2 separate regions of the Rattus norvegicus genome follow, and region 1 is linked to region 2. The links are chromatin contacts, called in public Hi-C maps. All regions are on one chromosome and are shown on one strand. Each heading gives the region's core, a stretch centred on a gene start, on an enhancer-like site or on the middle of the called end of the contact. The rest is flanking DNA. Distances are from core to core; before and after follow the strand shown.

What was found. A called contact is a pair of places that touch in the nucleus more often than the background predicts.
Region 1: a contact with region 2 is called in a Hi-C map of the A7r5 cell line, with 5 times the contacts expected there. The contact joins the enhancer-like site here to the promoter of Hmga2 in region 2. A contact is called at or near these places in 2 of 12 Hi-C or Micro-C datasets (the A7r5 cell line and the Rat2 cell line).

What each region holds. Positions count from the first base shown.
Region 1 is chr7:58,285,394-58,292,337 of GRCr8, forward strand. Msrb3 (methionine sulfoxide reductase B3) reads right to left here. Exons shown (of 7, transcript NM_001398959.1): 2 at 2,104-2,229. The coding sequence starts at 2,179. Among named protein-coding and RNA genes, the nearest start is that of Msrb3, 22 kb to the right of the region's middle. Within about 2 kb of position 3,713, at least 9 of the 93 cell types and tissues checked have an H3K27ac peak or open chromatin away from gene starts, as enhancers often do. A contact at or near this core is called in the A7r5 cell line, where this site is marked.
Region 2 is chr7:57,878,397-57,885,269 of GRCr8, forward strand. Hmga2 (high mobility group AT-hook 2) reads right to left here and starts at 1,945. Exons shown (of 5, transcript NM_032070.2): 1 at 1,420-1,945. The coding sequence starts at 1,530. It overlaps LOC102547249 (a long non-coding RNA gene), which reads left to right and starts at 6,245. Exons shown (of 4, transcript XR_010053327.1): 1 at 6,245-6,491; 2 at 6,660-6,873.

The DNA.
Region 1 (6,944 bases), core at 2,463-4,962, 410 kb after region 2:
AACCCGCCCTACAAAACTATGTGCAGGGCTTTTCCCCATGGAGGCATTTACAAGGGGAAAATAGACACAGGCCTTAACTGAACGCTTGTGACCCCGTCACTTGTGTCTATAGCGATGGGAAACTGCCCTCTGGTAGGAAGACTGCAGCGAACGAGTTTTTCCTTGTGAGCAGACACAATGCAATGGGTGAGCCTAGCCAGGTCTACTGCCGGCCTCTCCCTGTCTTCCACCCTTATCTTGTCCCATCTGCTCTCATCACCATCTTCAAGACTCGACTCCCGAGGACACCACACAACCTCAAATCTATCTACTCTACTACACCGGGGCAGCACAGGACGCGCAGGGCCGGAAGAACAGTGCCAAAAGTGGTTGGGGGCGGGGCCCCGTGCATTACGCTGCATTTACTCGTGAGTTGTCGTAGATCAACAACATAAAATCTACTTTTTACAAGTGCCCTATCTGACACCTGAAATCAAGTTGCCATCTCAGGCCCTATCAAAGCTATGCAGGAAAACCAGCGCCCGCCCTCAAGTAGGAAAACCAGCGCCGGCCCTCCCCACGCTGCGACCGCTGGGTGTATAGAACGCCCATGACAACTTCAGCCCTCTTGAGCGCACCATTCCCAGCACCCCCTGATGTGCCCAGATTTCCTTACTTCCTCGCTTCTTCCACTTGCCCTTGTCTTCCCCCCGCGACCCCCACAGACCACGTGTTTCCTGCCACACATCCCTCATTTCTATCTTCATGTCTTGCTCGCGCTACTTCATGTTCTGAAATTATCCCCGCTTCAGGCCACGCAGTTAGCCGCTGCTCAAGCTCTGTGACCACCCATCTCCCTTGTGGGAACCTCCTAAGCTCCGGAGTCCCAGATCACTGTGCTCTGGTTCCCTACTCGGCCCAAGGCAGTCATGTCCAGTCTAGCCATAGCGTAATAGGGTCAGCGAGCCTCATACGGTTTTATTTCTCTCTACTTGTTGAAAAAAAAAAAATCAACTGAGCTGGAGAGCTGGCTCAGAGGTTAAGAGCACCGTCTGCTCTTCCAGAAGTCCTGGGTTTAATTCCCAGCAACCACATGGTGGCTCACAACCATCTGTAATGGGATCTGGCGCCCTCTTCTGGTGTGGCTGAAAACGACAGTGTACTCGCACATAAAATAAATAAATTAAAAAAAAAAAATACAAAAAACTAAAGAGGACCAGCAAAAAGAAAGAAAAACCAGTCAACTGAGTCTTGTTTATCATTGTATCCTTACTACTCACGATGTATATTCATGTATTTGATTCTTAGTGTTTAATTTTAAATTCTCTACCCAATATATGGATAAAGATGTATACAGTAAGGCGACTATATTAACTTAGATGGTATGGACACACAGTGAAAGTTTGAATTTTCCTCTTCCCTTTAAGTGCTTAAAAATCACATTTTAAAAAAAGCATAGTGTTTCTAACTTATCTTATTTTGCAAAAATTATTTATTTTATGTTTGAGAGTACACTGTAGCTGTCTTCAGACACACCAGAAGAGGGCATCAGATCCCATTACAGATGGTTGTGAACCACCATGTGGTTGCTGGGAATTGAACTCAGGACCTCTGGAAGAGCAGTCAGTGCTCTTAACCACTGGGCCATCTCTCCAGCCCCAGTGGTTCTAATTTCAGAACCAGTTTGAAACATGCTATATTCTTTCTGTTTATTTGGTTCTTGTTAATTGGAAACCTTTCTTCTTAGCTGCAGTCTAAGTAACACACTTGCCTTAAAGTTCTCACTTCCCCTAAAGGACAGCCACATGTGCCGTGAGAAGCTTGGCATTCCCTTAACAAGCTGAATGTTCTGCCCCGTGTGCGCTGACTTGCAGATGTGTACAGGATGTGCTGGAGAACAAGAAGACACCAGGAAATATCAGTGACAAGTGCATGCTGGGCAGGGAAACTGGGCGGTGTCTCTAATTCAGAGTAGAGTGAGGGTTTGTAACCAATTTCCATCTTTAAATTAGGGTCCAACTAAAAGAGCTGAAGTTTAGTAAAACATGCTGGTGTACCATTTCCCGCAGCAGAAATACCCACTCAGCCCGGCACCCTACAAAGGACAGTATAACAGTCAGCAACCTGAGGGGAGCCCACAGGCTCTCAGGGCCACGGGCTGACTCTTCGTCACCAAGTGCAGCAGGTTGAAGGCGGACATCGCTGTGGTATCCTCAGCAACACACCCGGAGGCAAAGGCAGCAGCGACAGCTGAGTAGGAGACAGAAAACAAAAAACAACGGATTAAAACCTCGAGACCTTTAAGCGCGCTCATCGAACAACTGATGGTTTGTGTTTATCTAGGGTGAGCACATTCACAGTCGATAATAAGCCACGGTGCGCCGGTTTCAGACGCACAGCTGACTCGCAGTCATCAAGAGTTCCTGCACTATGCCAAGGAGCCTGGTTGTATCCCCAATACGTATATGAGTGAAATTGAGGCTCACAGATCCAAGAGCACAGAGCAAACACAGGGTGGAATGCTTGCTTGACAGCAGAGCCAGAATGTGTCCTTACGGAGAGACTTGTCCTTTAAGACAAGGAAAAAACAAAAAACCTTAAGGACAGCTATGAGTCTTCACAAACTGTCAATTTTGAATAAGACGCAGGGAACGTGCCCTTTTGTTCGATTTTATGATTTATACCTTCTACATAAAATTCTGTGAGTAGAACTCATGACCCAACATTGAAAGGGGTAATATATATATATATATATATATATATATATGTGTGTGTGTGTGTGTGTGTGTGTGTGTGTGTCTTACTGAAGTCTTTGGAAATGAGTCATGTAGAAGAATCCCCAACTTATATGATATCAGGACTTCAGACAAAAATCCCAGCTTGTGGGATGTGCATTAGCAACACAGGGCCCTGGTTGGTGCGTAAACATCTCACCCAGGCCCTGACTGGTGTGGACTAACTTCAGATGAATGTGGAGAAGACTCAGTGATTATCAATCTCTCATGTTTTCTTCAAAATCACCACGTTAAGGAACTTCAACCGCCAAATGTCCAAAGACGGGATGAAACTAACGTCCCGCTCATTTCCTCACCGCCACCTCCTCCATTCCCCACCCCAAAATAAAAGTCTTTTCCTGGACTCTCCTGACCCCCTTGAAGAGAAAATCTGTAATAAACAGTAATATATTTGACCAAATCACTCTGGAGTATATCTGACCGAAATCTGCTTGTATTAACGTGCCTGAACTCTGACTCCCCCAAACTAAACTCACTACAGAACTAAAACATTTCTGTGTTCCTAACTGAAGGTAAGGGGGTGGGGGTGGGGGTGGGGTGCTTAAGAATCACAATGCACAGCCTGAGAGAACCGTTAGACATAAATAAAGATGTCATTTTCACGAGTGACTGCGGAGCAGGCAAAGACTGCATGCCTTTGTAGCAGACTACTGGCTAATAAAAGATCAAAGGTCTATACCTCACAACGCCATAAATAAAAATGTAGGTTTTTTTTTTCTTTTTTCCATGAGACCCTTCCCCGTGAGGGATAAAGTATGTGCGGTAAATGTAATTACTTAGCAAAGCTGCGGCCTCTCTGTGCTCCCGCAGCTGACCATAAAACGTCTTCCTATTCTGTTTCATCAACCGCTGTACCAGGCTCCCTAGGCGCCTACGGATCACTGTGGCCATCTGGCTTGTGTCAAAGCCAGCACACAGGAAGAAAGGCGGTGACGTCACCCCGCAGGTCAGGCAAAGAACAAAGATGCCGTCTACAATTAAAAGCCAAGGACTGCAAATACCAGAGGCTCAAAGTGACTGTGATTTAATAGTCCATCCTCGCTGCCTTTTTCCTACCCACATAGCCAGAGCGCCATCTAGTGGCAAATTGGTTTTGCCCGGTTTGGGGGCGCTTAAGCTGCTTTGTTTCCATTTTGGTGTTTAAAGTCGACCCTAGAAGTGCCACACTAGGGTCCACACGGTAAAGCAACGGACGTTATTACTGCCACAGCCACCTTGTCTTTTCAGATGCCGAAGAACGACAGAGCACAACCTGTCGTGGTGTGAGCCACCCGCAAATCTCGCCTTTTATAGGCTGGGAACTGATAAGACCTCAATTATGTTAACGCTCACAAGTATGTTAGAAAAGGCAGGCAAGTTTACAGAATGCTTGCACAGTGAGAATGTATGTCTGAGCCACAGACCGAGGGGCAGGTCTAAAGATTGCTGCCGCCCGTGTCTGCATGCCCTGCAGCTCCATCAGACAGGGAATGTGCCTTTAGTGTGTGCCATCCAGGGACAAGACCATGGTCACAATATTTGGGGGGGGGCTAAGGTTTTGAGGGAAGAGAGAAAGAGCATGTGTATTTTTCTCACACTTGCAATAAAGAGCAGACACAGATGACAGACATAAAACACACAGCCCATTTCCAGGAAGATGGCCATCACTGGGGATGTGGGCAAGCTTTGTTGCTGAACTGGCTGGCTGGACCCCAGCTAGTATCTGTAACTCCTTGTATGTATGACCTTGGACAAGTCACTTACCTTTGCTTCCCCAACTCTAAAGTGACCATTAAATAAAGCAATCAGTTAAAAGGACCCCTAACAACTCCTAGTATGTGGCATGTGTTCAGAAAAAGTTAGCTGTCAAATATTTGCCATGTTTAACATTACATGAATTGGAAAGTTACGTTTACGAAAAAATAAAATTTCCAACCGCACATTCTGATCCTGGCTTCCCCTCGCCCACCTCTTCCCAGCTCCTCCCCACCTCCCCACCCATCCAACTCCATGCCTTCTTCTTGTGTTTCTCACCATATCTTATCCCACCCCATGGTCCTGCTGGACCCAACGCCCATCACCGCCCCCCCCATCCCGGAACAAGCCAACTGTTCCTACTAATTCCAGGTCTCTCTTTCGAGTCCGTGCTCTCCAATACCTTTTCCCACCACCGCCGGGAATCACAGCATAGCTTTTCCAGCGCTCACCCTACAGAGCACCCGATGATGAGCTATCCTACAGCAATTTCCAGGATACTGGTGAGTTTTCATCTTTACCTCTTCTAAATTAACACTGCCAGGAAGGGAGGGGATTTTTTTTTCATTTTTGTACCCCACTACCCAACACATGACAACCAAGCACTCATTCACTTACTGAGTAGAAGACTCAATGCCAACGATTAACCTACGAATCCAGCTGTTCAGGGCATCTCATTTCCAATGTTGTCTCTGCCAGTTGCCTTGCTAACGATGCTTACAGGAATTAAAATCCATTATAGTGCACTTGCCAGCCAGGGATAGAACAGGTTGGGAGGCTGAAGAGCATCCCCACTTAAAATTCAAAGATAACTCAACTGCCCTATGATTTTCAAAATTTTCTGCTTTCCTACTAATACCCCTACTACCTCAGAATTCTAACGTCCAGATCATGACTGAACTCAGTGTGCTGGTGGTTTTGGTTTGGATCCTCCCTGACTCCCTCTTTTCCTCTGTGTCTGAAGTTGAACAAAGTACTAGCCAGAGAGAGAGCATTACCAGGGAATGCAGAGAATTCGCCAAGCTGATAATTAGTTCCAGATAGAGCTGACTGTGCCCATGGACTTGAAATGTCAGCCCCGAAGGTCGGATCCCTCGCCAACAAACGCAAAGAACTGTGCACATGAGCGGTTTTCACGAGCTGGTAAAAACGCTCTCCCCGCCAAATGACAAAAGCCAATGACAAATTAGAATGTTGTCAAGGACAATTTTTAAAAACATAACACTCAAATATCACCACAATCTTCTTCCTCTCCAGAAAGAAAAGGTGTGCAGACAGTGAGAACCAGGAAAGGAATCTTAAAACAAAGACCATTGTTGACAGAAAATGCTCCACTGATGGGTGTAGTCTCGAACCACCACTTTCCCCATTTCCTTTAGCAGAAAAGTTACCATGGGTCTGGAACCTCTAACTATAAAGTTCTATTGGAAACATTGTTCTCATTGGCACTGGGCCTGACACACACTTTATGTTCAACTGTTATTGGCTGAATGGACGGGCATCTCCTTTAGCTGCTGACTCATGAAGTCAGCAGCGGGATAGGTCGAGGTGGTGCCACCACTGCCAAGCAGAGTCTACTGGGATGCACAGAAGCCTGGGTTTTAAGAACGCCCCAGCCCTCCAAACCATTTCCAAATTAAAATTAGGGAGGTTGAGACCCGATGCTTTAAAATGCACCACAGTGCAAAACACACCTATGCATTGTTCTAACAGGGCCGTTGGTGTCATGGTTTATACCTTCTATTTCACATATGTATTTCAGCTACATGTTCTTCCTTTCTCTTCACATGGGTTTTAGAGATCTGAGCTCAGATAGCCTGCTATTTTTCTTCATATATAAAAAGCATCAGCAAGACAGAAAAAAAAAACCCACATAAAGCAGTTTAATTCTTATGTAAATGAAAATACTTCAGAGGGTGGACGGCTGGAGACTGAACTTACCTAGGACCCTGGCCCTCATAGGCAATCGTTCAGTCACCACGCTTCATCCCAGACATTTCTGTCGCTTTTTATGTGAAACAGGGTCTCGCTGGCCTTTAACACAGTCTGTAGCCGTGGCAGGACTCGACCTCGTGCCCCTCAGCCTCCCCGGGGAGCAGTTCAGTTCCGGTTTTTCAGTTATTTCTTTTCTGCTGTTCTGATTTTTCTTTTCGAGTCCTGAGATCACACTAAGACCCTCACTGACCTCTACATTTCAGTGAGGAGTTTTACTCTGAGGTTTGCAAGCCCCCTCTGCAACCACAGAGCTTGTGATGTCAGCCATTAGAGGAGCACACGGCGCCTCTGAATACTACAGACCCCAGGGAACAGAGGCACAGCGCCTCCTGGCGGCATTTCCTATGGCTGATGATCACTTTCTTTCTCCCTTTGCAGAACCAGGGTCTTTATCTCTTACACCATTTCCTTTTATTCCCAAGGTAATTACACTACAAGCCT
Region 2 (6,873 bases), core at 695-3,194:
GGGGAGGGGGTACGATTAGTAGAATTCAGAAAACCTGGGTGGCTGGTGGGGAGCAAGGGGGTAGAGCGGAGACTTCCTGGGAGGTGTAAAACAGGATCCAAATGCACTGTAAAGTGTCGCTAAGGGCAGAGCGGGAAAACTCGGAGGCCTCTAGATTAGTTTGTTTCCTTTGATGTTTTCCAAAAGGTACACTCCTCATTTTCCTAAAACACACCAGCAAACATTCTTCGATTTCCCACCTAGCGCTTTGGGGGCAATTTGGGACTTTAGGATTATTTTCTAATCCGCTCGAGGGAGGCGATTTAAAGCAAAATTAGAAATGAGATTTTTTTTTTTTAAGGCCGGGAAGGGAGTTTAACTGTTCTCAATAGACGCGTCCCTAGGCTTGGAAATTACTACGGACGCCCCAACCCCCGCCCGCCCGCCCGCCCGCCCCCGGCCCTGAGCGCAACGCACAGCTCTGCAATAGCCGGCTGCACGCTTAATTAGTTGCATCCGCAGACAAAACCCTCCATTCCGCGGGGTCCTGGGTGCCCCTCGACCATCCCTTCCCAGCCCCCAGCCACTCGCCAAGGAGGACGCTAAAACTTAGGCTGCTCAGAGGCGCGGGATCAAGGAGCCAACGGGGGACCCGGCTCCTGGCGGGAAGCGACCCTAGCTACTGTGCACTCTCCTTCCAAAGCTCCCTGGGCGAAGCGCGTTTCCCGGGCCCGCGGGGGCCTGGGATCCCCCGGGCTCCCCTTCCCCGCCAGCCCGGAAGGCTTCAGCAGCTCGGCGGGCTTTTAAAGATCCCGAGGAGCAACCGGAGGGCAGTAGGCTCCGCACGCGTTCTTTGTCGGGAGGGCGCGAGCCTTGGGCCATGGAGTGTGGGGAGGGCACCGAGGAGACAGCCGAGGCGCACCAGCCTCCTGCGGAACGGCGGCCCCGAGAAGCTGGAGGAAGCCGCGGGACTCAGAGCCTCCGACTCGCCGCGTCCTGACCCTCCTGAACGCCCCAGTCGCCCGGTCGCCAAAAGCGGCTGACAAAGCGACGCTTTTAATCCGTGGGACCCCAGAGGCTCGTTGTCCCCCCAGCCACGCCGCGCCGCTCCAGGACTGCTCACAATAGCGAAAGTCCCGGTCCACGCCTCGCGCGACCCTACCTCCCGCCCGGTGGCTGCAGCGAGCCGCGGGACCCCCAGCTCCTGGAGCCTTGGGGCGCGGGGACAAGGGAAGACTGCGCGGGGACATGGGAAGACTGCTCTGCTCACTCGCCAGGGGGACTCAGTCTCCCGCCCACCTACACCCGGGTGGCGGGCGGGCTAGCTTGCGCCGCCGTGGCCGCTGCGCTCCCGCGCTCCGGTCGCCCGGCGTGTCGCGGGGCCCCGGGGCAGAGGCGTCGCGGGTGGGCTGAGTGGCCCCTCCGCGCCGGCGTACTGACTTGCGGCTGCTTCCTGGGTCGGCCGCGTCCTCGCTTCTGTGGCGCCGGGGTGGCAGGTTGTCCCTGGGCTGATGTGGACGGCTGCCCGGCGCCCTCACCGCGTGCGCTCATCCTGCCTCCCGCCGCCGCTACCGCTGCCTCCGCCGGTACCGCCGCTGCAGCCGCTCGGCCTCCGCTGCCTCGGATCCGCCCAACACCTTTCGGGAGACGGGATGGAGAGAGCTGGAGAGGGCAGGGGCGGCGAGAGCGGGCGAGCTGGCGCGCGCTGGGGGCTGCTGCTGCTTAGGCTGCCGCCGCTGCCACCACCAACACCGGACGTCCAGCAGCTGCCAAAAAGAGAGAGGGGAGGGAGGAAGAGTGGAGGAGGAGGAGAGGAGGAGGAAAGGAGGAGGAAAGGAGGAGGCGCTGCGGGCGGTGGGTGGCGGAGGTGGAGGTGGAGGTGGAGGTAGCGAGAGGAGGCGGGAAGCGAGGGAGAGGGAGAGTTGGAGGTGGAGAGGGTTCCTCTCTCCGCTACGGCTCGGGAGTTGTGGGTACTGGGACGCTCGGCAGCGGCTTGGAATGGGAAGAGACTTGGAGTGAATTGTGTCCCTTGAAATGTTAGGCGGGGAAAGAATTCCTCCTCCTCTCCCCCACCCCAGAGGGAGAGAGGGAGAGGGAGGGAGAGAAGAAAGGAGGGGGGAGGGAGACAGAGACACGGAGAGACACAGGGAGAGGGACAGAGACAGAAAAACACAGAGAGAAGACAGACGGGGAGACAGAGACAAAGAGACAGAACGAGACAGAAACAGAGACTGTGCGGTCAGAAAGCAAGGAGAGAGTGGGAAGGTTCTGCCGGGATCCAGTGGGGCACTCAGCTCTACTCCAGCAAGGAACAGAGCAGTGGGTGGCACCGCGCCTCCTCGGGTGGCGGGGTCAGGCGGCGGCGGCGGCCCTGCCGAGACGCAGAGGGACAAGCTGCTGGCCTCTGCGTTCTGCACCCGGAGCGCCCAGCCCGGGATGCAAGTTTTCTGAGTTACTGCCCCGGATCCAAGGGGGATGAGTGTGTGCGTGTGCTCGCGCGCGGGTGTGTGTGTATGTGTGTGAGTGTGTGTACGCGCGCTTGCACTTGCGGAGGAGGTGGCGGGAGTGGGGAGTGCCCACCTCTGATCGTGGGTGGATAAAGGGGAGGGGGCTGCAGGAGAAGCAAGGGGAGGGGGCAGGCCAGGCCAGGCGGACCGCCGAGCCGAGGCGCCTGGCCGCCGGCCAGAGGCAACGTTCGAAACACAACTGCCTGGGCAGCGGCGGAGGCGGCGGAGGCGCCCGGGTGCCACCCGGAGCCCTGGCTCACATGCTCCCGCCTGCAGTGGGGTTAAAGAGACAGGGCTTAGACTCGCCGCCGGAGGCCACCCCTGGGCGGTTGTCCTAGGAAGGAAAGAGAAAATGACCATCTCAGAGTTACCCTAGGAAGCTTGGCCTCTACCTGCGCTTCCACCGAGCCGTGCCCGAAGTTTCCAGAAGCATTCAGGGTCAATCGCCGCTGTCTAGTATTTCAGCCCCGGGGAATGGGTGGCCAAGGAGTCGGAGCGCCACCCCACCCCCCATCCCCGACTCTGCTCCACTGAGAAGAGCCCTCACCCCAGAGCGCACGGGCCGGCGCACAAACACAGCGTGCACGAAGATACACGCGCCCACGGGTGTGACCGCAGACATGCTTGCACGCAGATGCACGTGTGCGCGCACACACACTTCACTGGTAAACACGCACGAAAACTCCTGCCCATCCACACTTCCAGGCACACGATGGTGCCAGCAATTACATTCTCAATAAATGCACACATTTGCACACCGTACACAGGAACATCGAGCGTGCCAGCTTCTTCGTGGAGCTTTTTTCCCCTCCGGGACTGACTACTGGAGCAGACGCTGTGCACCCATGTTCGAACGCCTATAGAGTATAAAAAATATTACAGATTCCTTACCCCTCCTCCGCACCAATTGCCTAGCTCTTCCTGAAGTTTACCTTTATTTTAACCCTCTCCCTCAGAATTCCTTTCTGCCAAATCCTAATTTTATAGTCTGGGCTGTTTCTAAGTTATGCGAGCACCATCGTGACCACAGTCGGATTTTGAAAGTCGTAGAACGTTCTAAAATGTACCTCTTTTTCATCCTTGAATAACACAAAACTGAAAGGGGAAGAAAAGGAAAATCTTAGGGTCAGATTTTCACACATCACACCCAAAATTGTGTTGGACTGACTCCAAAATAAAAATGTTCACTCGGTGAAGAATTTTTTTTCTTACAAAGATATAGACCACCCTGGAATAAAAACGCCTTCTTTACAGCCCTAAACCCAGGATCTAGTCTCTGCTAGGTTCCGCTGTACTTGAGGCACGTATAAATGTCGGCTTGGGCGCGACCGTGCTGATTGGTCAACGTTGCCGTTTTAAATCCCTTTCCAGCTGCCCTCTGCAGAGTTGGGACACTTCACATTGAGTGCTCTGCAGGAACCCAGGGCTGGCGTTGAGTCTGGGAACGCTTAGCTCTGATGGAGAGGAAGAGCCCCCCATACCTCCAGATGGAGCCCAGCAACTGAATGACGAGGGAGGGGTCTAACAGGAACCCAAGGTTTTGTCAGGGCTTGGGTGAAAGATGGTATCTTCATCAAAGGGGCTGAAATTTCACCTTCTCACGAGTGCACTGACATTTCCTAGCCGAGGAGTTTGCACGTTTCCTCTGTGTGTGTGTGTGTGTGTGTGTGTGTGTGTGTGTGTGTGTGTGATTGCACTTACTTTTTGATGCGTGCATTTTACATACATGCATAATATAGGCTTCTGTTTTGATTTTTGTTTGGTTACGATTTGCCAGAAGGACAGGCAAAGTTTTAGGGGATGGATTTAAGCAACAGTCACCCAGGATTTCAGTCAGCTAATTTTATGCTGAGAATCACATTATCTCCCTGGATCTTTGTTTGTTTGTTTGTTTAAAGCACAAATGCTAGCAAGAGATTCCCACCCCGGGTGGGGTGAGATGGCACTGGCGAGCTTTGAACTGGTTGTTGTGTGGCTAGTGTGTGTGTGTGTGTGTGTGTGTGTGTGTGTGTGTGTGTGTGTGTTGGTTTTAGGTTTTGCTTTGGGTTTTTTGTTGTCATTGTTGTTGTTTTGCATTAACCTAGAATCTAAGAGAAGCGCATAAAAATTGGGACATCCAGTCAATTGTTTTCATTCCATTTCGTTCTCAGATGTGAGCCCTTTTGAGTTTATAGAGACAAGGATATAAACAAGTTTTTCCTTAGATTTTATCTAGTTAGCCTTATACATTGTTATTCTTTGATGCCTAATCCTTTCAAGTTACTGTATACTTCTTTTCTTTTAGGCAAAGCATAAAAGCTTGTTTTAAAATTATCAAGATTTTATTATTGAAGTGGTATCTTTATATGACAGTTTTTAAATTAAGCTCAATGGTTATATTTTTGTCTTGAGGAAACATTTTCTCATTCACATTTAAGTTTAATCCCCAAATTTAAGTTTCTCGATCGTTCGGTCCTCTCTATCCTCTCTGTAGCAATCATTCATTCCAGGTTGAGCTTTTCTACACTAAATCACTCCTTTTCTCCTTCACCTGCCATCAAACCGAGTATCAGCACACTAGGTGTATGTCAATAAGCCTTCTCCTGATCTGTGACACAGACTTTAGACTGAAGTTTAGCTCAGGCAAGGAAGTGCATTAGTGGTTGGTAAAATCCAACAAGAGGACTCAGAACACAGTTTTAAAAATAACTGAGATACTATAGAAAATTTGGGTCCAAGTGTTTCTCATTGAATTCTCTGCACAAGCATAAAATTGCTCTAAGATCTCCTACTCCATGCTTTACATGCTTTACAGACTGGGGTGCACCTGGGGAAGTGGTGGCACGTGCCTTTGATCCCAACACTCAGGAGGCAGGCACAGGCAGATCTTTTCCAGTTCAAGGCCAGCCTGGTCTACAGAGCAACCCTGTCTTGGGGGAAGGTGGGGAGAAAGAAGAAAAGAAAGAAAGAAAATTTGGGTGCTCAGAATTCACAATGTCTGCTATGGCATAACAGGCAAAATCGTTCTTATTTTACCCTTGACACAAAGGACATACTAAGTTTGCAGACAGTACTTGTTGATAGTGGGTCACAATGAGACACTTCTAAAGGCAACTGGATGGGAATGCTTTTTAGCCCTGTCTTGACAACCTGTGTGACATTTAGTCCTCTCGACTTTTCTCATGATTATATGAAAATTGCTTGTATAGTCCCCGAAGACAGACAGCGTGTCGGCCATTGCCTCATCCCTGTTTCTGTCTCACTCATGTTATCTAAATGTTATTTCCTTCATAGCAAACTTTTGGTGATCATTATTAATTCATTACTAAGACAAAGGTCATTTTAATACAGTTACAATGTTATAAAACATACCACACAGGATAAGAGAAGTACCCTGCAGCAAGACATCTTCATTCTTCTCAAAGGAAGATTCAGCTGTGATGAGGAGATCAGGGCTCTCAAGATTTACCCAACATGATGTTTACATTTTAACATATTCACATGTCAGAAATAGCTTGTAGGTTTCCTCTCAGAACTTCCGGAATTCATTATGGACACATCTTACTATATGGGATCACTCTAACCAGGTATTTTGGAAGTGACTCCGTATGGGGTGGCAAAAGTGTAGCCAATATTTACTAAACAATTTCATGCATATATAAACTAACTTAGTAATAGTACAATGTTTCTCTCTGTCTTTAGGGGCTCTCATTATAGTTGTGCTGAAAAACATTTCGAGTGTTTAAAATGAGCGCATTTGCATGGCTCAGACCCAGTTGTGTTTCTTGGTGCTTGGTGTTCAGTAAACTGTAGGAAAGCTCACCTCCGCTGGCTTCCTGTGATGTCACAATGAAGGACTACTTGCTACCAAGGTAGGCTTCCAGTGGTGACGATGGGGTGGGCACATCATTGGAGAATTACCAAGCAAAATAAGTTTGTTTTCAACAAAGTTTGAGTTCGAATGAATTGACTGTATACTGACCTGATTTTGCCCTATGCTATCTGTCTTTCTCCCAGGATTCAGAGGTACGTTATCCAGAAAGACACTTGAAGTTCATAGTGTGCTAAATACTTCCAAGTGTTTATTCTCTATGTCCCCCGTAGTTTACTCGAAATCTATTTATTGAATGCCTAACATGTAGTATTGGCAAAAGTCATGGAAGGGAGATAATTTTTTCTGCCTCATCTTAACAGATGAAGCCAGACTTTGGAAGTTCAAGGAAGATGCAACTTGTCGCAAGTCTGAGGGTGGACAGGCTATGTGACAGGGAATGTGGATGTATTTAGGAACTGGGGGCAGCTTTATATTAACTGCCAGCAAGGGTTCTCCAAATGAGAAGCAAGCGGTCAGTTCTTCCAACAGCAAGAACAGAGTTTGAAATCGGACCCACCTCTTCCCCAGAACCTT